Regions from separate parts of the Mus musculus genome. Here regions 1, 2, 3, 4, 5 and 6 are each linked to region 7. Evidence: chromatin contacts called from public ChIA-PET and HiChIP or PLAC-seq data. All regions are on one chromosome and are shown on one strand. The core of a region is the stretch at or near the end of the contact, and the rest is flanking DNA. Distances in the headings are between cores, read along the strand shown. Region 1 overlaps Fmn1 (formin 1). Region 2 overlaps Fmn1 (formin 1). Region 3 overlaps Fmn1 (formin 1). Region 4 overlaps Aqr (aquarius). Region 5 overlaps Fmn1 (formin 1). Region 6 overlaps Fmn1 (formin 1). Region 7 holds the start of Arhgap11a (Rho GTPase activating protein 11A).

Region 1 (2,700 bases), core at 108-2,607, 450 kb before region 7:
TCTCTTAATTTATCCCTGCTTCTCCTCTACCCTAACTGGCCTTTCTCTCTGTCTCTTGATGATCCGGGCCTTCTACTATTATCTGCGTGCTTTCTTATCCTGTGCATCTGACTCTGTCTCTCTTGCCCTCCTTCTTCCCTCCCTTCCGGTCCCATTCATTCTCTTTTCTCGACTTTTCCTACTCTTCCTCCTCACCATTCCCTCCCCACCCCTGCCTGTCTGCTGAGTGACCAAGGCTATGAGCTCCCTCAGAAACACAGGCATGTCCTTACAGGCCCCTCTCTCTTGTACTGATACGAGTTCTTTAGACTTACATGGAATGAAATGTCATATTTAGCATCGCTAAAAGAGGAGGTTTTATTATCTCAGGAAGGAACTTCAGTTGGAATGGCGCTGGGTGTGATTTGAGAATATTTGTATTGTAGGTTAACTTTGGTCAAGTCCCTTTAATACACTGGAAGCCTTGGTTTGTTTTTCTTTTAAGTTTTTCATTTAGCTTTTACTTCATGAAGAAAGATGTTCTTGGATTTCATTTAATTAATAGTGAACATATGCATGCATGCATGTCTGCGAGGGAGGTGGATGTTACCTTCTGCTGCTACCTACATTGTTTCTTGAGAGAGTCTATGTTTTGGCCTGCAGTGCCTAAGTAGATTAGATGGTCAGAGAGCCCCAGGGGTTCCCCAGCATGAAGGTTACAAGTGCATACTGCTGCCATTCCTATGTGGTTCTAGGGACTGAATCTAGGGTCTAATGCTTGCACAGTAAGCGCCTAACTAACTGAGCTATTTCTTCAGCCTCCTGCTCCATTGTTGTCCTGATCCATTTCTTTCCTTTTCTTTTCTTTTTTTTTTTTTTTTTCTTTTTGGTTTTTCGAGACAGGGTTTCTCACTCTGTCCTGGAACTCACTCTGTAGACCAGGCTGGCCTTGAACTCAGAAATCTGCCTGCCTCTGGTGGTGCACGCCTTTAATCCCAGCACTTGGGAGGCAGAGGCAGGTGGATTCTTGATCCATTTCTTGACACTGCAGTGAAACAGATGTTCTGTGTAGACAGACTCTAGTTTGTTGCAGGTCCTTAAGGTACGTGCTGAATCTGGGTAGTATTAAACATGGCTTCTGAAAACTAATGGGAAAGGAAATCTGTGGTTGGATAATGATTTGATCTTTTTTGAGAAAAAGGTCCTGAAGGAAGCAGGTCTGGCCTTATCTTCTCTGTTGGATATAAGATGTAAAACCCCTCCTTGCTATTGTCCACCAGACCCTGTCTCATTTTTCCCCTCTCTGACTGCCAACACAGTGCCTGGATAGCAGCAGACTCCCAACACAGTGCCTGGATAACAGCAGGTGCTCATGGCTTCCTGCAGCATTTGCCTTGTAGTTTTCTCTAACTCCCACATATAGCCATGATAGCATCTTGCAAATTCTCGGCAGCTCCAGCCAGCCACAGTTCTTTCTTTGTCAAGAAACCCCCTTGCCTTTAATCAACACGAACACTCCTTCCAGTATGCAGTTTTCCTGCCGTAGTTATTTATGAGTATCAGTTTTCCTTCCCAAGGTTTCAAAGCCAGAAGACTCACCAGGAAGTGGGATCCAGAATCCTTCAAGTTTCATGGCCCTGCAATTTAGCTGTTACAGTAATTTGTCTCTCCCTGCCCTCTTTCCCTGGTTTCTGCTCCAACCTGCCTGCAGCCTACACTGCTCTTTTATTGCCTCCTCTTCCTGTCGGCTGAGTCGGTTCCACTCTGGGCACGTTGCCAAGCTTTACAGCTTCCTCTTTCCTGCCTGTTTCTCAATTCTTCATCCCTTTTCTCCCTGGTCTATTGAAGGATACGTAGAAATATTAAGGCCACTCAACTAAATCAGTGGAACTTGGTCAGTAAGTTTGGAGGTAATATGGAGAGTGGACAAGGATGGCCTGTCTTTTTCATCTATCTACACTGACCTTCCTTTCCAAGTTCCGTCTTACATCTATTTCCTGCACAAACACTCGGCCCCGGGCTCCTCTCCTTTCTGCACTGCATCCTGTTCTCCTGAATTGCCAGTCCACCATTCTCTTCTGATTCCTGTCTGCTTAGCGCTTTCCTGTCCATGAAGGCTTGGAATCCCACTTTCTGTACAATCATGTGCCCTTGGTTATTGCCTATCTCTTCCTCTGAAATCTAAAAGAACTTCCCGCGTGTCCTCACATGATGCTTAGTAACAAACCATGTCTCATGGGAAGACGCCTCCACATGACCCAGGGTAACCCTTGAAGCCAACAGCTGTGGTACCTGCAGTGGGAAGCAGGCTATTTAAGTGTCACGTTCGTTCACCCAGTATTTTGTCACTGGCAGAGCCCTTTCATCCACTGAATCTCATCAGATTTTCACAACTATATTACAAGGTCCACATCGCTACCATCATCTCACTGAGCAACTGCAGCCTCAACTTAGTGACTTTTAAAAGAAAATCCCTTTCAACCACAAAAAAGGAGTCCATAAAAGAGATAGTTTAGAAAGCAATTTGGCATTTTTTTTTCCCTACAGGCTATGTAAATAAGTCACTTCCCCTGCTCGGGAGTTAGGCAGTTAAGCATCTAATATTAATGAATCTGCGACTAAATAACTCTGTGTGGAGGTATGGAAGCCTTCAGCACTCAAATGGTGGATGATTCTACAAAGCGGTCACCATACAAAACTCACCCTTTAAAGCAGCAGTTG
Region 2 (2,700 bases), core at 113-2,612, 350 kb before region 7:
TTGGTGAGCAGGGGGAGAGGGGAGGGGAGAGGGGGCTTCAGAGGGGGAAACCAGGAAAGGGGATAACATTTGAAATGTAAATAAGTGAAAATATCTAATAAAAATCATATCTAGTTGTCATTGAGATACATGCTAAAAAAAAAGGTGAGATAGGGAAAACAAAAGGCATTTCCTTTGTCTGTCGAGGAGAGCGTAATAATTTAGCAGTCCCGTCTAGGGCCAGTCCCATCTAGGGCCAGTCCTTTCTGCTGTTTGGAAGCTTCCGAGGAATGACAGGCTGTTTGGTCTGTTCTTAACTGATAGTCTTTGGGTTGTGGGATACAAGGAAATGCCGCAGCCAGTACTTGACCTTCCCGTTACGGGAAGCCTTCTGGTTTACTCCATTCATCACACACTCTGTTCCTAAGTGAGGAGAAGCACCAGGGAGCCATGGCCTCTGGCAGGCTCCGCTCATTGTGCAATCCAGTCACATTGATGGTAACTCCCAGGGCGAAATGGTCCAGGGAGAGCCGCCAAGTGGAAAATGTACCTAGGTTGTACGTTGTCTCCAGGAGATACCGATGGCACAGCGGCCTTCGTTAGGGGAAACTTGTGGGCGTCCTTACTTCTCCATCTCTGACCCAGTTCATGGGTCCCTTTCTCAAGGTTTACACTTTGCTGTTGGAGCGAACGGAGTGCTCTCTGCCCATGAGCTCATACAGCTAAACTCACAAAAATGTTAATCCGAGATCTATTCATTTGTGTCTTTGTCTTCATCAACACAGCACATGGAAATCATAATTTCTGAGCGGACAGGGGAGCAGTTTGGGCATTAAACTAAACTGCCACAAATGTGAAATATGAAAAACCTCCCTGGTATTCCCCTAAACGTTCATATCAGTGTAACCAAACTGCCACAAATGTGACATATGAAAAATCTCTAGAAACCTCCCTGGTATTCCCCTAAATGTTCATATCAGTGTAACCAAGATGCCAGTGAAGGAAGACAGAGAGTGTCTTAAGGGATATTTTCATCTATCTTTTTTGTTGTGCATAATATAAACCATCACAAGTTTAGCAGAATTAAATCCTGTGTGTTGCTGCTTTGGTTGAGCCTGAGCCATTCAGGCTCCTTAGAAGGCTGTGAGCAGACTTGGAGTTGAGTTCTGATGGAGGCTGTGGAGTAGCCAGTCCCCAACACACCCAGGATCCAGGGTACCGCAGTCTGAACGTTTGTCCCACAAAATGCAGATGTTGTCAAACCATGTTCACTAACCAGGAGCTGAGATAGAAGGAGAAATGCGCTTATTAGTTCCTGGTGGCATGGAAGCTTGTACCAAGTTATTACTGCCTCTTCGTGTACCACCAGCACACTCCTTCCCTAAACTGTATAATCATTGCTAGCTAGGAAGAAAATCTTTCTAAAATGTAATCTGATATATGTCTCTGATTTCCATGTGGGTGACAGTTTCTTACTATGTTTGTGGAAGCTTGCACATTTGTTGGTAATGGTACCATTAGTTTTGTCTTAATTTTCTTTAGTTGGAATATAAGTGGTACACAGTCTTAACTGAGAAATGTGGTTTCCTGTCTGATAGGGAACCTGGTTTCATTTCAGAAGCAATTCCTAGATATACCACTAGAGGGCAGGCTGACCCTTTTACTTTTTGAACCAAGCATGCTTTTATACTAAATTTTTTTTCTTGAAAAAAAAAATGGAATTAAAAAAAATGGTGTGCATGTTATACACAGAGATAAGGCTAAAATCAATTTACAGACGTGATATATCCTCTCTTTCAATTAAATCTGTCTTTCCGTGTATTCATCCAGACATCCATTGTACATGACAAAAGAGAAAAGGATATATAAAAAAATGAGTTAAGAGCCTATTTCATCTAAACATACTCATTTAAACATCTTTATTTAATTTATAATATATTTAATTTTTCATCTATTTCATTTAAAAATAGAATAGGGAGTCAGAGATCTCATTCACTGATCATTCTTTCAGGTTGTATTAGTGAAGTTAATGAACTGAACAAACTGGTTGTTGGCACTGTGCAGCAGCTAAAGGAATCAGAACAAACTTTTGACGCATTGGGATGGGGAGAGGAGAAGAGAGGGGAGGAAAGGAAGGGAAGAGAGGGAATTAGGAGAGGAGAGGGGGAGAGAGGAGAGAGGGAGAGAGGAAGGGGGGACAAAGGGGGAATGAGAGTATGACAATATCTGTCTCATGGGATGTTCATGCTGAGTGCTTCCGAGGTGTGCTCTGAGAGGTGCAGTTTTAGAGGGAAAGGAGAGACACTATTAGGGACTGTCAGTTTGAGTGGAGTGTAAGGTGTGAAGAGTCTGGCGACTCTAAGGGACGACAGAGAGCCTGGTCCCTAGAACATAGTCGTGGCAAACAGGACAGCAGCTGAAAATGAAGCCTTGAAGTGGAATTTTTCAGACCTTTTATACTGTGTGTTAGAATAGGAAAGTCACTTTTGCCAAGTCCTAGGTTCTACGTTTACATGTGGGTGAGTCCTTGCAGGGCTTTTTCAAGTCCTCTAGTTTCACCCTCAAGACCGTGAGATCCACTGACTGGTACTGTGCAGAGAAAGAAGCAGATCTGTGTTTCCAAGGCCCTGGTTGTGGCTGTTGAGTTGGATTTTAGGACATGGAGGGGCAGCTGGGAAGGTTAACCTCATTCAGGTCAGATGGCTTCAAGGTGCAGGCATG
Region 3 (2,700 bases), core at 167-2,666, 470 kb before region 7:
CTAGAAGATTGGTAATTTATTGCACTTCCTTTCTGTAAATTAGAATGATACATACACACGTGCGCGCACGCACACACACACATGTGTACTGAAGAGCTTTGTTCTTCAGTATATGTTTATCACTTATTTCCCCAAAAATATTTAGATCACTTTCGTTTGAAAAGCATTAAAGTTTTTGTTCATATATTCTTACCCTGTTCTTAACCTTGGTCACATAAAGCCTCAAACTGCGCGTGTTGAAGCGATGGGAGAAGGGACTAGGGATGTTTAAAAGCCTTCTCTAAATCTAAAGCTATTTCAGTATAATAAATTCATTTGAATCCTAACCATCTTCTTCATTGTAAAACTCCTGATTTCACTCATTGTAAGATAAACATCTTTTCCTTTTATTCTCAGGGAAATTTAATGCATAATGTTTACCAGACAACTTTATTAGCATTTATCTCTCTAGACTTTGAACTCTGTGGGAGCAGAGGCTGTGCTGTTACTCACCTGTGTATCTTTGGTGCACAGGTATCAGTATCTGATACAGGTTGTAGAATTCCAACCTGGGAACACACATATCCCAAGAGACCTGTGGGTGTGCTCCAACACAAAATTGTAAACTTACAATTTTATTATTGTGAGTTCTTTTTTTTTTTTTTTTTGTAACTTGATTTTGTGGTTCTTGGGCATTAACTTTGTAATGACAATGTCATATCTCAATGTCAAAAGGTTGGACATGCCTGATGGGCTATGTTACATAACTGCTATGCTAGTAATTGCTGAGTAAAGGTCTCCCTATATTGTGCACAAGTAATAAGGGAAAGGAGCTATATGACCACAGGAAGTGTTAACACATGGGAGAGCCAGCACGACTGAGATCAGTGCCTTTTACATTGTGGACACTGAACAACAGCATCATTGACCACAAGCAGAAAGTGCATAAAATGCTGTTAGGCTCATCCCATAACCTACTACATCAGAAGTATGGGGGTTGGGATTGAGCAGTTGCCTTAATCACTTGAATAGAGACCAAGATAAAAGCAGAAGCTACACTGACATACAGCTACGCTAAATGAACTGAAAGTCTTTTCCATCCAAATATTTTATTACGGAAATGATTAAGAGTTATGCTCCGCAAATAATTGGATTCCCACTTAGCTATGTGTAATTATTTTGAGTAACTCTTATAGGTCTCATCAGATTTAGGAACTTGTACACTTGTTAGCATAAATATGCTTCTGATTCTTTTATTAGTTCACTGATTAATTCTTTCACACTGCTTTTACATGGGGAGGAGGTGGGATCTTAGGGAACATTTTCCCTGCCTGTCATTTGCTGCTGTGGTCACAATTTTTTATGTGGTCATAATGATAGCCATTCTGGCCTCAGTGCAGATGTCTTCAAGTTATGGATGCCTGCCAAGTGCCAGCTGCTGCCCTACAGTCCAAGATGCTCCTACTCCAAACTGGATTCACATGCATATTGGTGTGCTACTATCTCATGTTTACAACCAGTTTTATGTTATCAGCAAATACTATTTAAGTCATTTGATTCCTTCTACTAAAAACATGCAGACCTCATAATCACAAGCACACATCTGCAGCTTTTCTCTTATAAGCAACAGCCCTGTCAGCTTCCTCATGTCTTTAAGAACAAATGTCTAGAAAAATGGCGTGATGTATGACTAGCCTCATGAATGGCCTCTGTCAGGAAACTGCCAGTCTTATCATTGCAAAAGCTGCTCAATTTTAGCCTCTGTGTTTTTGGAGAAAACTCATGTCTTAATGACCATTGATCTGGTTTTTCTCTCAGAGAAAGAGATCTGCCTTCTGAGGACACAAGCAGTCTTTGGTCACCTTCCCCCATGTTTGCCAAGTAGGCCATAGTCCACACAGTTATTCAGCTGAGCTGGGCCCCTGTTCTGGAAGGAAGCCAGGCTCCCTACCATACCACTCACTAAACCGCTGTCTTGAAGTCAGAATCTCTGAATTAAACTCTGCCAATTATGAGTAATGTATCACTGAGAAGTAAACAAACTTTTTCCAGCTTGTCTGTATGTATAACAAAAGGCTAATAATCAGTGTATGAAATTATTCTGTTTTATCATTGGTACTTATCCTAGTGTGTGGCATTAGTGGGTATGGGGGCGGGGCATGTAGATGAAAGAGGCCATTTTGGTGTTTTCTTCTATTGCTCTCTACCTTACTTTTTGAGGCCGTCTCACTCACTATACCTGGAGCTCGCTGATTGACTGGCAGACCCCCAGGAGCTGCCTCTTTCTACCTCTAGTCTTTGTTAATATTACAGGCGTGAGCCACCAAACCTTGTCTTTTGTATGAGTGCTGGGCATCCAAAGGCAGATTCTTGTGCTTGTATGGCAGACCCATTACCAACTAATCTGTTTCCCAGCCACCGGGGTGGCATTTGATTGAACGAGAGGATTCACCAGTTCCAAATGGCTTTTCTATAAGGTCACACTCTTCAAGATGAGGGCCGAAAACACAGATGCTATGTAATGATTACTTTGTTTTTGTGTTTTTTAAGAAATATACCTCCTAACATTATTGCAAGATTAACTCTATTTGTAAAGGGCTCCTGAGTGATCACCACTCACAATGTATCATGCATTTAAATGTGTTCTGAACATCCAAATTAATTAAAGTGAGTCACTTGATAACTTGGTTCTTTTTTCCCATTGGTAGAACATAGTATAGA
Region 4 (2,700 bases), core at 170-2,669, 300 kb after region 7:
CTGAGCTGCACTCCCTCTCATTAATGATATCTATGCACGCTTGATCTCCCAGCAGTGCATCTCACACAGAAACTGTGATTTCTAATTAACAAGGCCAGAATGGCGCACGGCTTTTCTATGGGAATCATCCCTGGGAAAGGTTTCTATTTCTTTTGTTCATAAAAACTTCGTATTGGTACCAACAGCCTGACTTGAAAGAGATTTTCTTGTCAGAAAAGAGCTCAGGGAATTTTTAGGAAGCGTTTGCAGTTACAGACAGTGACAAGTGACTTGTAGGAGGACAGGCAAAGACAGACATCTAAGGCACATGCTCAGAGCAAACATGCAAAGAAAAAAGTAGTTTCCATTCTGGAACTAATCTGAAGCGCTCCCCAAATGACACTCAGACACCTGTCACTGGGCCTTAAACACCTGTTACAAATGCTTTGTCTCTGCTCTCCACATTTAGCATATTACCATCATCTTCCTACAGGGAGGAATTATGCTCTCTGTCGGGTACAAGAACAAGCTTGGAAAGTAAAGCCCGGAACGGCATGCCTAATACGGTTCAATATGAAGAAAAATCAACAGACACATATGCCTATTTAGTTAGTTAGTTCTTATTTGTTTTGCTCAGCAATGAAAATGTCTGAAATAGATGAAAAGCTACTTAATCTTATAACAGAAAAACTAACACTTTAAATCCTTTTGTTTTGTTTTGTTTTGTTTTGCTGGAAAAGCAGGAAGACTGAGCAAAACCAAGGCTGGTGCGAAGGCAGTGCAGGCTCATCAGAGTGTTGGTTTTGGAGGTTAACCCAGCAGCCATAAGCACACATGGTGAAATAACCAGTTCCTGGTTCTGGTTAAATGTTCACATATGGGTGTACACGCACACACACGCGCGCGCGCGCACACACACACACACTCGTGCGCGTGCGTTATCTGTAAAGGTGAAAACTGTCAACACTTAAGGAGCCATAAGTTAGTGACATGGCTAAATATTTGACATAAATAGTCATCTGTTTCAGAAAATGTTGTATGAAAAGGAGGTGTCCCGACACAACGCAGTGGACTACATGTCCAAACAAGGTGAAATGAAGACAATACTAAAGAGTTTTTAAGAAGTTATGGAATTCCTTGAATTCTTTCGTCCTGCGGTGCTGGTATAGTAGTCACTATATTGTGTAAGTAAGCAGTCTCTACCACTGTGCTATGTCTACCTCCACATTAATAAAATGTACCTAGTTAACAGTCACGTAATTTAATAGGTCCAAGAAGTCTTCTGAGAGCTCCACAAGGTGCAGGTGAAGAGTCTCCGTGCTCCCTCCTGGCAACAGGAGAAGCCCACTGCATGAGAAGCCCATTCATTCCCTGATTTGAACGACTGTGCAGTGGTGCGCTATGTACAGGGTAAGCCAAGCCCCACCCCAAAACCCAGACAACAGCCACAGCAACAACAGTAAAAAGTCACCACACCCAACCACAACCACAACAAAAAGCTAGTTTAGAAAATAAAGACGACTGAAGAATTGCTTAGAATTCTTAAGCCACTTAGAAATCATTTACTGTATTTCTAAGTTACTGAATTTATAGTATCAAGGCTATGACCTGATACTGAATACAGAATTTTTGAATAACTGCCTTTAAAATAACACATGGCCACGGTTATTAACATGCACTGTGTCTAGCTGTGGTCTCTTTGAATCTCCAGAGCATGAGTGCAGGGTGACACAGAAGCTGCTCAGTGCCACAGCGACTTCCTGCCGTAACGGAGCTTAAAGGTTTGAGAGGTGTGAGAAAAGAAACCACAGACGTGAAAAACCAAGCCTGAGGCCTGGCCCCCCAAACCCCTAATTTAATTAGTTCCAAACACAAGAGGCAAAGTACTGAGCCCGAACTCTAGCAGTCAGTACTGTTTATATCACTGAGTGACTCAGAAATGTGGGAAAAGCCACAGGAGAAGTTATAAGACAGTTAAATATTAATGTTTACCAGCAATTCTAGAAGAAACTCTTTATCAAAAGTTGTGTCTTCATTTTTAGGGAGCGTTGGCAAGAGGCAGAGGTATGATGCCACCTGGTGGAGTGTGTTTGAACTGCAGAATGGAGAAGATTTATTCAGGTCATTCACCTTTCCTCTTGAACCCTGTTTTCCTATTGATTATCTTAAAAAGTGAAGATATCCCTACCGCACAGGCAGCAAAACAAACAAATGGACAAAACCCCAACAACAACAAAAATGAGAAACAGGAATTAGAATTTTTGAATTCTGCTAAAATATTTAAAGTATTTTCATGGTACCTGAATCCACTGACAGATAGCACGGACCTTCTACCACTGAAGCTACCACTGCAGACCCAGCCGAGGCCCAGCAGCTCCTGTAGCCCCTCCTCACTCCCACATGCAGACTATCCAAAGCCAGGTTCATTTAAGAACAACATTAACGAAACAGAAAATGTTTCTACTGAAAAAGTTACCAACACCAGACTCTCAAAGAAACATTTTTAAAAAGAATATAACATAATGTGAAATATGCATTTTGCATATAATTTGCTATGTGAAAGAATAAATTATGCTTCTTTTTTCCTTTTATTAGTAACATTTTTCTTTCACAACACAAATGTTTTGTCTTTCTCTAAAATCCCTCTTTTCTATTCTGAACACCAGAACTGCTAATCTATTTTCGACTTTTTTGTTTTTTTCCAGGCCAAAGAAACAGCTT
Region 5 (2,700 bases), core at 135-2,634, 310 kb before region 7:
ATTCCACAAGACCTGAAGAAGATGATTACCATCTTATTCCCATTTTGTCATCGAGGAAATTGGAGTGGAGAGAGGTTGGGTAATTCGCCCAGCATCACACAGCTCATAAGGAGCCAATCAAGGACAGACAGCTCAGAGCCGTGTTCTTAGTTACGTGAAAACCAATGCATTCATTTAAATGTAACTACAATGTTGACTTCAGGGTCACTCCGCTAAATCAGAATACCATTTCCAGTCCTGGTCTGGTGAGAGTCGCACTGGCTCGCTGTCCATGAGCCTGGTTTGTAGGTCTCACTGACCCTAGGCAAGAATGAGGTCCTGGACAAGGCCTTTGAAGTCTCCTTATGGCAGGCGTCTCATTCTGTCAATAGATGAGCTTCAGTTTGAAGGGTTCCGAGGCTCAGGTGGTGATTCTGAAGACTAGAACACTAAACATCCAGCAGCCTTAATTTAACTTTCTGTGTAATGGGGCAACTGGGCAAGGGAATCCCATCCAGACCAATATCTCAGTACTCCTAGAGTGTTCTGCAGACTCAGCTGCCTTACAGCGTCTGCTGTGTCGTATGAGGCCTGGATACTCATCCGGCCTCAGAGAGTAACTGTGATTTTAATAACCCCTATTTAGCTTTGATGGAATAATTTTAAAATGAAGTTCTTTTAAGTACTGGCAATCTTTGGAAAATCACAATGCAGCTTTGGAGTCAACTACCTTGCCTTGAAGGTAGCTGACTAGGGTCTGGGTTTTTTTGTTTGTTTGTTTTGGGGTTTTTTGAGTTTTTTTTTTTTTGGTCTGTTTGTTTTTTGTTTTTGTTTTTGTTTTTTAGCATTTAGCATTTATAAGTATCATAGCATCTGGAAAGGAAGTTTAAACAACTTTCCAGGTACAAAATATCAGAATTTATCTGCCTGTGGAGACCTTGTCTCACAGACGTTTAGAAACTGAATGAGCATATTGCAGACCAAGTTGCACACACATTTCTTTCTCTAAAGATGCAACATTCATTCACCGTTGTCCATGTACACAAAGAGTACTTGACAGCCATAGCCATTGGTAGAACTGGTCTGGAACTACTGGGTTGGCGTGGCTCCTCACCACCCCACCATCCCTTAACAGACTTTTTTTTCTGTGTGTGTTCTAAAGGCCAAGAGTTCAGGTTACACCAGACAGAGCTGTCCACTTACTTCCTAAGGGAGCCTGGTTTAACCCCAGTCCTGTGGCCACACTTGTAATTTTTGATAAAATACCTTTGACCTGCTGTTTGATTTCCTTTTGGCCCAACCTGAGTTCTCTCCAGCTGAGGCTAATTTGCATGGCTGTAAACACGAGCCTTACAAAGCTCACCAACTGTGATAAAAGCAAAAGAAACCTGAGACCCCTGGAAACTCAAAAATTGGACTTTGGTGTCTACTGCTGACTCTGAGTCACACGTCAGCCCGGGAGGCTGCCAGCCAGCAGCAGCTAAAGAAATGTTATTCTGATTGATCTGATTAGAACTGCAAGGTTAGCCATGGTCAATTTACAAAGACAGTATGAGAAGAAATCATGTGTACAGTCCTGTTATGGGTCAGTGAGGCCCCCGCCAGAAGTTTGAAAAGCCAGGACCGTTATCAGATCTCCTCAGTGGGGTACAAATGGGATTGGAGGTTTAGGGGCCCTCCAGTGAAATGAATGACAAAGAGGTTTTGGCTCCCCGTGAGTCATGCTTGTTTCCAGCTGGATTCCTTACCTGCCAGGGCCTTCCAAGTGAGTGTCGGACCCCTGAGCAGCCCAGGGCCCCCGGACAAGCACTTTAGATCCTCTGCACTGGAAAGAAGGTGAAAAGGCTAATTTGACACGGCCATGAGGCACTCTGCTGACCCACAGAAGCAGCCAGATGGAACCTATTGGGCAGTTTGATCCCTTCCTTTACCACAACAGTGGTTTAATTGGGATCTGGCTCCAGGCCCCGGTTACTAAATAACCTGAGTTTTAGTGTTTTCATCTTCATTAATGAACTTTTATGCCAGGTGCCTTATTAAGTCACATGAAGGTGTTTTGCATGTGCAAAATATCCCAGGTGAGAAGGGGAGTCTTAAAAACAAAAGAGAGCTCCGAGTCCATTCACGGTCTGGTTATCGAATTGTTCTCTACCCTCATAGACTCTGTCAACTTTCTCAGTTTAGGACAAGCCTGGAACATTGCTTTTCATGTGCCTATTGCATTCTCACCAATCCTGAAAACTGCTGGAGCATCCTCCTCGGGCGTGGTTCTCTCTTCCCTGTCCACCTCAGGAACATCCTTGTGACCTGCAACTCTGGGATAAAGCACATTAATTAACAAAGAGAGACGCATTTAAAACAGGGCCAAAGAAAAGCCACAGTGCTTAAGCTGGGGCTTATTATAAATAGATCACTCTGTACTCTAATCATCTTGCTAATGGAAAAGCTGAGACTCTGAGATGATTGCTCAGGGAAGAATGCGATTCAGTGTGCAGCAGCGAGATGCCTGCAGCACTCTATGTTTAGAAGGCATTAGTAAGACATCAGGGAGCTGGGTCTTGTGATGCCTTTTGTGAAACTCAGCCTTTTAGGGGCTTAGCCTTTGAATTGCCACTCATGGAAGCTATGGGCTTCTGAGGCTGGAGAAGGGGGTGGAGCTTGGATCAGGACACAGAACTCTCACCTATCAGCTGAGATCCGCATTTCTGCTCAGAGCAACAG
Region 6 (2,700 bases), core at 188-2,687, 400 kb before region 7:
TTTGTCTTGTTTTGTTTTTTGTTTTTCGAGACAGGGTTTCTCTGTATAGCCCTGGCTGTCCTGGAACTCACTTTGTAGACCAGGCTGGCCTCGAACTCAGAAATCTGCCTGCCTCTGCCTCCCGAGTGCTGGGATTAAAGGCGTGTGCCACCACGCCGGACTGTGTTTGCACATATTATAGAAAACTTTATCCAGGGCATTTTAAGATTTTTAGAAAAATTTTCATACACACACACACACACACACACACACACACACACACGCCTTGCATTTTATCTAAATATATCTCCAGACACATTATTTAATAATAAATGCTTGGTTGGATTTGTTTCTTGAACTAGTTTTCTGTTTCTAGAATGTTTCTAACCATCTCATGCCTAAAGCTTCATGAGTTTGATACAGTTCCTAGCCAAGTCTAGAGTTTGTCCCAGTTCGGGTCACGTTTGGATGCACTGAATACTCAGGAGCCTTCTCTGACTGAGCCTTTGCTTAGTGACTCTAAGTATTTTGAGAATTTTTAAAACCCTAGTCATGGAGTCTGGAGAAGTGACTCAGAACACAGAAATGGTCTTCCAGAGGAGCGGGGTTTGATTCCTAGCACCCAGATGGAAATTGACAACAGTAGGTAACTCTAATTATATAGAGTATCTGACACCCTCTTCTGGCCTTTGAGGTCACTGCTTGCACATGCTGCACACAGACAAAACACCCATCTATGTAATATAAAAAGAAACAAATCTCAAAAAGTCAATAAAACCATGTAATGAGAACCAAAAGCTACTGAAAAAGCATGCTGCCATCATCATTGCGTGGTGTGCCTGATGACCAGGCATCTGTTTGTGCCCCCAGGTTCAGATGAGGAACCTCTCTCAGTTCTTGACACTCGCTTCTCTTCTGCTACTATGTTCTGTGACTGGTGGCATTTCTCAATATATTATTATGGTGAAACTCAAAATCCCGAGAGAAAGTGAAGTCAAAGCTTGTGGAATTAAAAATGGCACCTCTTGTTGAATTAGTCTCTTAATTAATTGCCCGTCGGAGGGAGGAGTCATGAAGAGCGAAAGCTCTCGTGTGGTCTTATATGAACTGGGCACCTTTGGTTTCTCTTCCTCTGTGCATCTAAGAAACCTTGTTCTCCACTGGCAACACACCCGAGCTAGGCTTGGCAAGCCCTAAATTCTGTCCTCTCAGTGTTAGGGGGGTCATGGCTTTTGTGGAAAAGAGAACTCAGCACAGGCTGTTGAAGTTATGAGCAAACCACCCGCATAGGTGGCCTCTCCTAGGACTTTCACTGCCAGAAGCTTGGAGGTACCAAGCTCAGAACAACTTGGAAATATTTCTTATCGAGAGATCTGTGGATCAGCTCAACCCTCACAGGACTGAGGATCTGCCTACCCTCTGGTTTGCTTCTCATTTGCCTTAAGTGAGAGAGCTCTTCCTAGTGAGTCAGACAGCCTTGCTTCATCAGCCAGGGAGAGCTAAAAATATCATGGAATTATTGGCTCACTGTCGTCTGAGTTTTAATTTCCCCATCCATGGCTAACAGAGTGTGTTACGCCTAGGTGGATATTGCCTTGAAGTCATGTGTCTAGATGACTTGTCCCAAGTCCTCTTTAGCTGCCTAGGCAGTGGATTTGCTTGTTGTGTGTTCTATGGCCATTTAGGTCACTTGCATGAAGTGATTTTGATAGCACATGATTTAGAGATGTCCAAACTAGAGACCAGGACAGCCTTGCATTTTGTGGGTACATGCAGAAAAGAGGGGCAGACTGGGAAGCTGGAGGTGAAAAAGTGCTAAGCTTCCACTTCTTGTAACGCTTGGAACCCTGGTGGGAAAATCAACTTCCCCAAACTCAGTTTCAGCTAAAGCTTGACATTTAACAAGGAAATCCCAAGTGCAGACTCAAATACTGTGTTCAAAGAGTTTAAGTCATAGCTTTTGTTTATGCATTTATGTAGTTATTTGCTGTTCTGGCTAATCATATGCCAACTTGACACACAAACTAGAGTTATCTTAAAGAAGGGAACCTCAGTTAAGAAAATACCCCCATAAGTCCTGCTATAAGGCATTTTCTTAGTTAGTAATTTATGGGGGAGGGTCCAGCTCATTGTGGGTGGTGCCATCCCTGGGTTGGTAGTGCCAGGTTCTATAAGAAGGCAGGCTGAGCAAGTCAAGGATGACAAGCCAGTAAATAGCCCCCCCACCCCCCATGGCCTGTGGATCAGCTCCTGCCTCCAGGTTCCTGCCCTGATTGAGTTTAGATTTTATTTCCAAATAAAATGAATTTATATTAACAAACATCAGTAATAACATATAAATTTTGTTTTTCTCAAACTGATACCCATCTGCCCAGTCCCATTTAGTAAGTGCTACATTCTTGCAAAAGTGCCAGTTCACACCACATATTCAAATTCATTCCATATTTCTATCTCTTTCCAGAATACTTATTTATTTTCACTTATTGTAGCTATTGCTATACTCACCCAGACATTGTGCCAGTCACCTCAATTTGCTTTTTCCTCTAGATTCTTATACACATAAATTCTTGTATATACACTTGATAGTGAGTTTTTTAGGACCGGTGATGTGGCTCTGAGGTCATGAAGGTGCAAGCATAAAGGGCGTGTGTATGGGTCAGAACAATCTCCTGTACATACCAACAGAGGCCAGGCAGGGTGATGCGTGTAATCCCAGTGCTG
Region 7 (2,700 bases), core at 115-2,614:
AGAATTCATGCAAGTTGTCCTTCTGACCACAGATGCATGGCATGGCATGGCATAGCATGGCATGGGTCCAACAGTGCACACACACAAAAGTAACTGGGGAGCAGGGGGTGGAGGTGAGGATCCTGAGACTTTAGCAAAAGTGAGTGATTAAAACAACACAAAACAAAAAACTTCAACCAACTCTGGTTTCTCAATTTGCTTGTTAAAAAAACAGCTTTGTTTTGTCAAGGACAAATGTTGATGTTGGGTGGGTAATGTCTACTCTGCTAAAGAGATCAGAAACTGCGAAAATGTCGGGCAGCAGGCCTCTTCGTAAATTGCTGGATACAGAAGGATCCTATGAAGCCTATTTCTAAACTTGGCCTGACTGTCTCCCTAATGATTCGTTTGAAATGTTCTGACTGCCCACCCCAGCCTGACAGGATAGTGTGTTCCCCTCCCCCACATACTGCTTGTTTAAAACACGACAGATTACCAGATCGGTGGCACAGTATTTAAGTAGGGAGCCTGGTATCCTATTCCTAGCACTGTAAAACAAAACAAAAACCCACGGCAACATAGGGAGGCACGTCTGATCATCACCACCGAGACTGCATTCTAACCACGTGTCTTTCTTATCCAGAATAAAATGGGTATGCCCTTGTCCCAACACGTTGTAACTTACCTTTATTTCCGTAGCTGCAGTTTCATGTCTCCTGCGATCGCACTGACCGCGGCCACCCTTGACCTTAATGCCATAGACAGCTCGAAGCTGCTGCAGCAGGGCCAATCTGACCAGTCTCTGATCCCACATCCCGAACACGTCGCCTACTCTCCGAGGCCGACTCCGGGTCCTGACTTTCTTTGCCACCAACCAACTCTTCCACTTGCCAAACGCCCTCAGGCTCGCTCTGCTCCGCTGCCTTCCAGCCACCTCTGGCACTCTTCCTCCACTTTCCCTCGATCCACTTACACAGACCTTCTTCTCTCGCGCCTCTCTTCACTCTTGTTTCACTTCCACCAGCCTTCTTTCCGGGTCGCTCAGCCCTGTCAGTTACTTCCACAAACTTCCCTTTTTTCTGACTCTTCCGTTTCCCCAGACTAACGCCTGCAGCTAGTTTCTCGCTTCCGGACACTTCCACTTATCCTCTTCCCCGCAGGGTGGCCTTCCCCGCTCTGATTTCTTGAGATGGAAATGCAACCTTAAGCTACTCCCTCCAGCCGGGCCAGCCGGCTGCTCAGGGATCCCCAGTCCCGGTCCCTGCCCGGGCTGGTCCCCGCCGTCACCCCGTCTCACACGCAGCCTTTCCCCTAGCCCATCAGCCTTGCCTGTGGCCCCGGCCCGCTAAAGCTTAGTGACTCGGCTCCGCCAGCGCCCCACCTTCTCGGCACACATCAGACCCGACGCGACCGCACCTGAGCAGTGGCTCAAATGCCAGCGCCAAACAGCGCTCCGCATCCGATTGGCCCGCTCCTGTTTTCAAAATGAGGACCCTTTGGGGTGGCCAGGAGCTGCCTGTCTAAAAGGTTCCGGCAAAGCCGAAAGCACAGCGAGCGTTGAGATCAGGGTTAAGAAATGTGAAGAGAGTGAGTTCCTCTTTCTCTTTGCCTATTTCTTTGGAAGAAAAATGTCAAAAACGTGTTCAAATATGTTTGCTTTGCTCTTCGGACAATATACTTCGGAGATCCGAATAGACAGCTCATAACCTCCCCCCACTTCCGCCCTTTCATTTCTCCACTAAAGCTAAAGGTCCCGTCATAGGGAAAACCGATTCTACGGAAGGCGGGAGGAGTCAAGTTTAGTTATGAATCACAAACGCCGTTTGTTGTTGTTGTTGTTGTTGTTTGTTTTGTTTTGTTTTTGAGACCCGGACCCAAGGTCTTAGAAGGGAATTGGAACTGTGAGCCATTGGTCCTTCTTTGGGAGACTGGTGGTATTATTAAATTTTCTTACATAAGGTAATTAAGGTAATTAAGCACAACAAAGATGACTTGTCACGAGAGAGTAGTGGAGGAATACGGAGCTGTAGGAGGCAGCTGCAGCAATAGTTTACCTCTGTGGGACTTGGTTAAAGGACCAGAAGTCCTGTTTGCCATTGCCATTACTGAAACCTCAGCTGTCTGATTTAAATGCATGACATCACCTTCTCCTCTTGTTTCCCAGAGCTGCCTTTCCTTTTCCAAACACCAGTAATCCTACTCTCTCTCTCTCTCTCTCTCTCTCTCTCTCTCTCTCTCTCTCTCTCTCTCTCTTTCTCTCTCTCTCTCACACACACACACACATGAGAGAGAGAGAGAGAGAGAGAGAGAGAGAGAGAGAGAGAGAATGTGTATGCATTCAGTCATAACTATAAAAATAACTTATGTTGTGTATATCCTTCTCTAGGCCACGTTGTTCTGGTTCTTCGATGGCTAAGAATTCCTTTTAAGGTGCTTAGGTTAGCTTTTGAATATTAAATAGTGCTTTCTATTTACATCCATGTATGTATGCACTGGATAGTTTTTATGTCACCTTGACACAAGCTAAAATTATCTGAAGGGAGGGAACCTCAAGTGAGGAAAATGCCACACGTTCCAGCTGTAGGGTATTTTCTTACTAAGTAATTGATGGGGAAGACCCATCCCATTGTGAGTGGTGCCATCCATGGGCAAGTGGTTTTCGGTTTTGTAAGAAATCAGTTTGAGAAGGCTATAATGAGTAAATCAGGAAGTAGCACTCCT

Evidence for each region. ChIA-PET counts read pairs in DNA pulled down with a chosen protein or histone mark. HiChIP or PLAC-seq counts read pairs in DNA pulled down with a chosen protein or histone mark.
Region 1: a contact with region 7 is called in an H3K4me3 HiChIP or PLAC-seq map of bone marrow-derived macrophages, with 6 times the contacts expected there. The contact joins the enhancer-like site here to the promoter of Arhgap11a in region 7. A contact is called at or near these places in 2 of 39 promoter capture datasets (both in the C10 cell line), 5 of 115 datasets of contacts at active chromatin or transcription factors (the NIH/3T3 cell line, bone marrow-derived macrophages, cardiomyocytes and 1 more) and 2 of 9 other capture datasets (adipose tissue and liver).
Region 2: an H3K27ac HiChIP or PLAC-seq map of bone marrow-derived dendritic cells shows a contact between it and region 7, with 5 times the contacts expected there. The contact joins the enhancer-like site here to the promoter of Arhgap11a in region 7. A contact is called at or near these places in 7 of 39 promoter capture datasets (cranial neural crest, embryonic stem cells, frontonasal cranial neural crest and 4 more), 11 of 115 datasets of contacts at active chromatin or transcription factors (bone marrow-derived dendritic cells, bone marrow-derived macrophages, cardiomyocytes and 6 more) and 2 of 9 other capture datasets (adipose tissue and liver).
Region 3: a FOXA1 HiChIP or PLAC-seq map of pancreatic cancer cells shows a contact between it and region 7. The contact joins the enhancer-like site here to the promoter of Arhgap11a in region 7. A contact is called at or near these places in 1 of 39 promoter capture datasets (cranial neural crest) and 3 of 115 datasets of contacts at active chromatin or transcription factors (the NIH/3T3 cell line, bone marrow-derived macrophages and pancreatic cancer cells).
Region 4: a contact with region 7 is called in an RNA polymerase II ChIA-PET map of effector CD8 T cells, with 113 read pairs. The contact joins the enhancer-like site here to the promoter of Arhgap11a in region 7. A contact is called at or near these places in 13 of 39 promoter capture datasets (the 3T3-L1 cell line, the C10 cell line, the HPC-7 cell line and 7 more), 1 of 15 datasets of contacts at CTCF or cohesin (pro-B cells), 24 of 484 Hi-C or Micro-C datasets (CD4 T cells, CD8 T cells, the G1E-ER4 cell line and 12 more), 45 of 115 datasets of contacts at active chromatin or transcription factors (the 230-238 cell line, CD8 T cells, DN3 thymocytes and 28 more) and 4 of 9 other capture datasets (adipose tissue, embryonic stem cells, liver and 1 more).
Region 5: an HNF4G HiChIP or PLAC-seq map of pancreatic cancer cells shows a contact between it and region 7. The contact joins the enhancer-like site here to the promoter of Arhgap11a in region 7. A contact is called at or near these places in 1 of 39 promoter capture datasets (cranial neural crest), 6 of 115 datasets of contacts at active chromatin or transcription factors (bone marrow-derived macrophages, embryonic basal ganglia, embryonic stem cells and 2 more) and 1 of 9 other capture datasets (embryonic stem cells).
Region 6: an H3K4me3 HiChIP or PLAC-seq map of bone marrow-derived macrophages shows a contact between it and region 7, with 6 times the contacts expected there. The contact joins the enhancer-like site here to the promoter of Arhgap11a in region 7. A contact is called at or near these places in 3 of 39 promoter capture datasets (the C10 cell line, cranial neural crest and embryonic stem cells), 1 of 15 datasets of contacts at CTCF or cohesin (the NIH/3T3 cell line), 2 of 484 Hi-C or Micro-C datasets (both in embryonic stem cells), 6 of 115 datasets of contacts at active chromatin or transcription factors (bone marrow-derived macrophages, embryonic stem cells and stem cell-derived neural progenitor cells) and 2 of 9 other capture datasets (adipose tissue and macrophages).

Annotation. Positions count from the first base shown.
Region 1 is chr2:113,396,139-113,398,838 of GRCm38.p6, forward strand. All of the region lies in intron 2 of Fmn1 (formin 1), which reads left to right. Among named protein-coding and RNA genes, the nearest start is that of Gm13963, 5.7 kb to the left of the region's middle. Within about 2 kb of position 1,358, at least 71 of the 459 cell types and tissues checked have an H3K27ac peak or open chromatin away from gene starts, as enhancers often do. A contact at or near this core is called in bone marrow-derived macrophages and liver, where this site is marked.
Region 2 is chr2:113,493,274-113,495,973 of GRCm38.p6, forward strand. The region is part of intron 5 of Fmn1 (formin 1); the gene reads left to right. Among named protein-coding and RNA genes, the nearest start is that of Gm13963, 100 kb to the left of the region's middle. Within about 2 kb of position 1,363, at least 19 of the 459 cell types and tissues checked have an H3K27ac peak or open chromatin away from gene starts, as enhancers often do. A contact at or near this core is called in adipose tissue and bone marrow-derived dendritic cells, where this site is marked.
Region 3 is chr2:113,377,940-113,380,639 of GRCm38.p6, forward strand. All of the region lies in intron 2 of Fmn1 (formin 1), which reads left to right. Among named protein-coding and RNA genes, the nearest start is that of Gm13963, 12 kb to the right of the region's middle. Within about 2 kb of position 1,417, at least 16 of the 459 cell types and tissues checked have an H3K27ac peak or open chromatin away from gene starts, as enhancers often do. A contact at or near this core is called in pancreatic cancer cells, where this site is marked.
Region 4 is chr2:114,143,657-114,146,356 of GRCm38.p6, forward strand. It overlaps Aqr (aquarius), which reads right to left. Exons shown (of 35, transcript NM_009702.3): 14 at 1,972-2,074. Among named protein-coding and RNA genes, the nearest start is that of Mir7002, 5.6 kb to the right of the region's middle. Within about 2 kb of position 1,420, at least 45 of the 459 cell types and tissues checked have an H3K27ac peak or open chromatin away from gene starts, as enhancers often do. A contact at or near this core is called in CD8 T cells, DN3 thymocytes, the SCID.adh cell line and 7 more, where this site is marked.
Region 5 is chr2:113,536,702-113,539,401 of GRCm38.p6, forward strand. All of the region lies in intron 7 of Fmn1 (formin 1), which reads left to right. Among named protein-coding and RNA genes, the nearest start is that of Gm13963, 150 kb to the left of the region's middle. Within about 2 kb of position 1,385, at least 49 of the 459 cell types and tissues checked have an H3K27ac peak or open chromatin away from gene starts, as enhancers often do. A contact at or near this core is called in embryonic basal ganglia and pancreatic cancer cells, where this site is marked.
Region 6 is chr2:113,448,599-113,451,298 of GRCm38.p6, forward strand. The region is part of intron 4 of Fmn1 (formin 1); the gene reads left to right. Among named protein-coding and RNA genes, the nearest start is that of Gm13963, 58 kb to the left of the region's middle. Within about 2 kb of position 1,438, at least 94 of the 459 cell types and tissues checked have an H3K27ac peak or open chromatin away from gene starts, as enhancers often do. A contact at or near this core is called in the NIH/3T3 cell line, adipose tissue, bone marrow-derived macrophages and 1 more, where this site is marked.
Region 7 is chr2:113,847,297-113,849,996 of GRCm38.p6, forward strand. It overlaps Arhgap11a (Rho GTPase activating protein 11A), which reads right to left and starts at 1,365. Exons shown (of 12, transcript NM_181416.3): 1 at 665-1,365. The coding sequence starts at 793.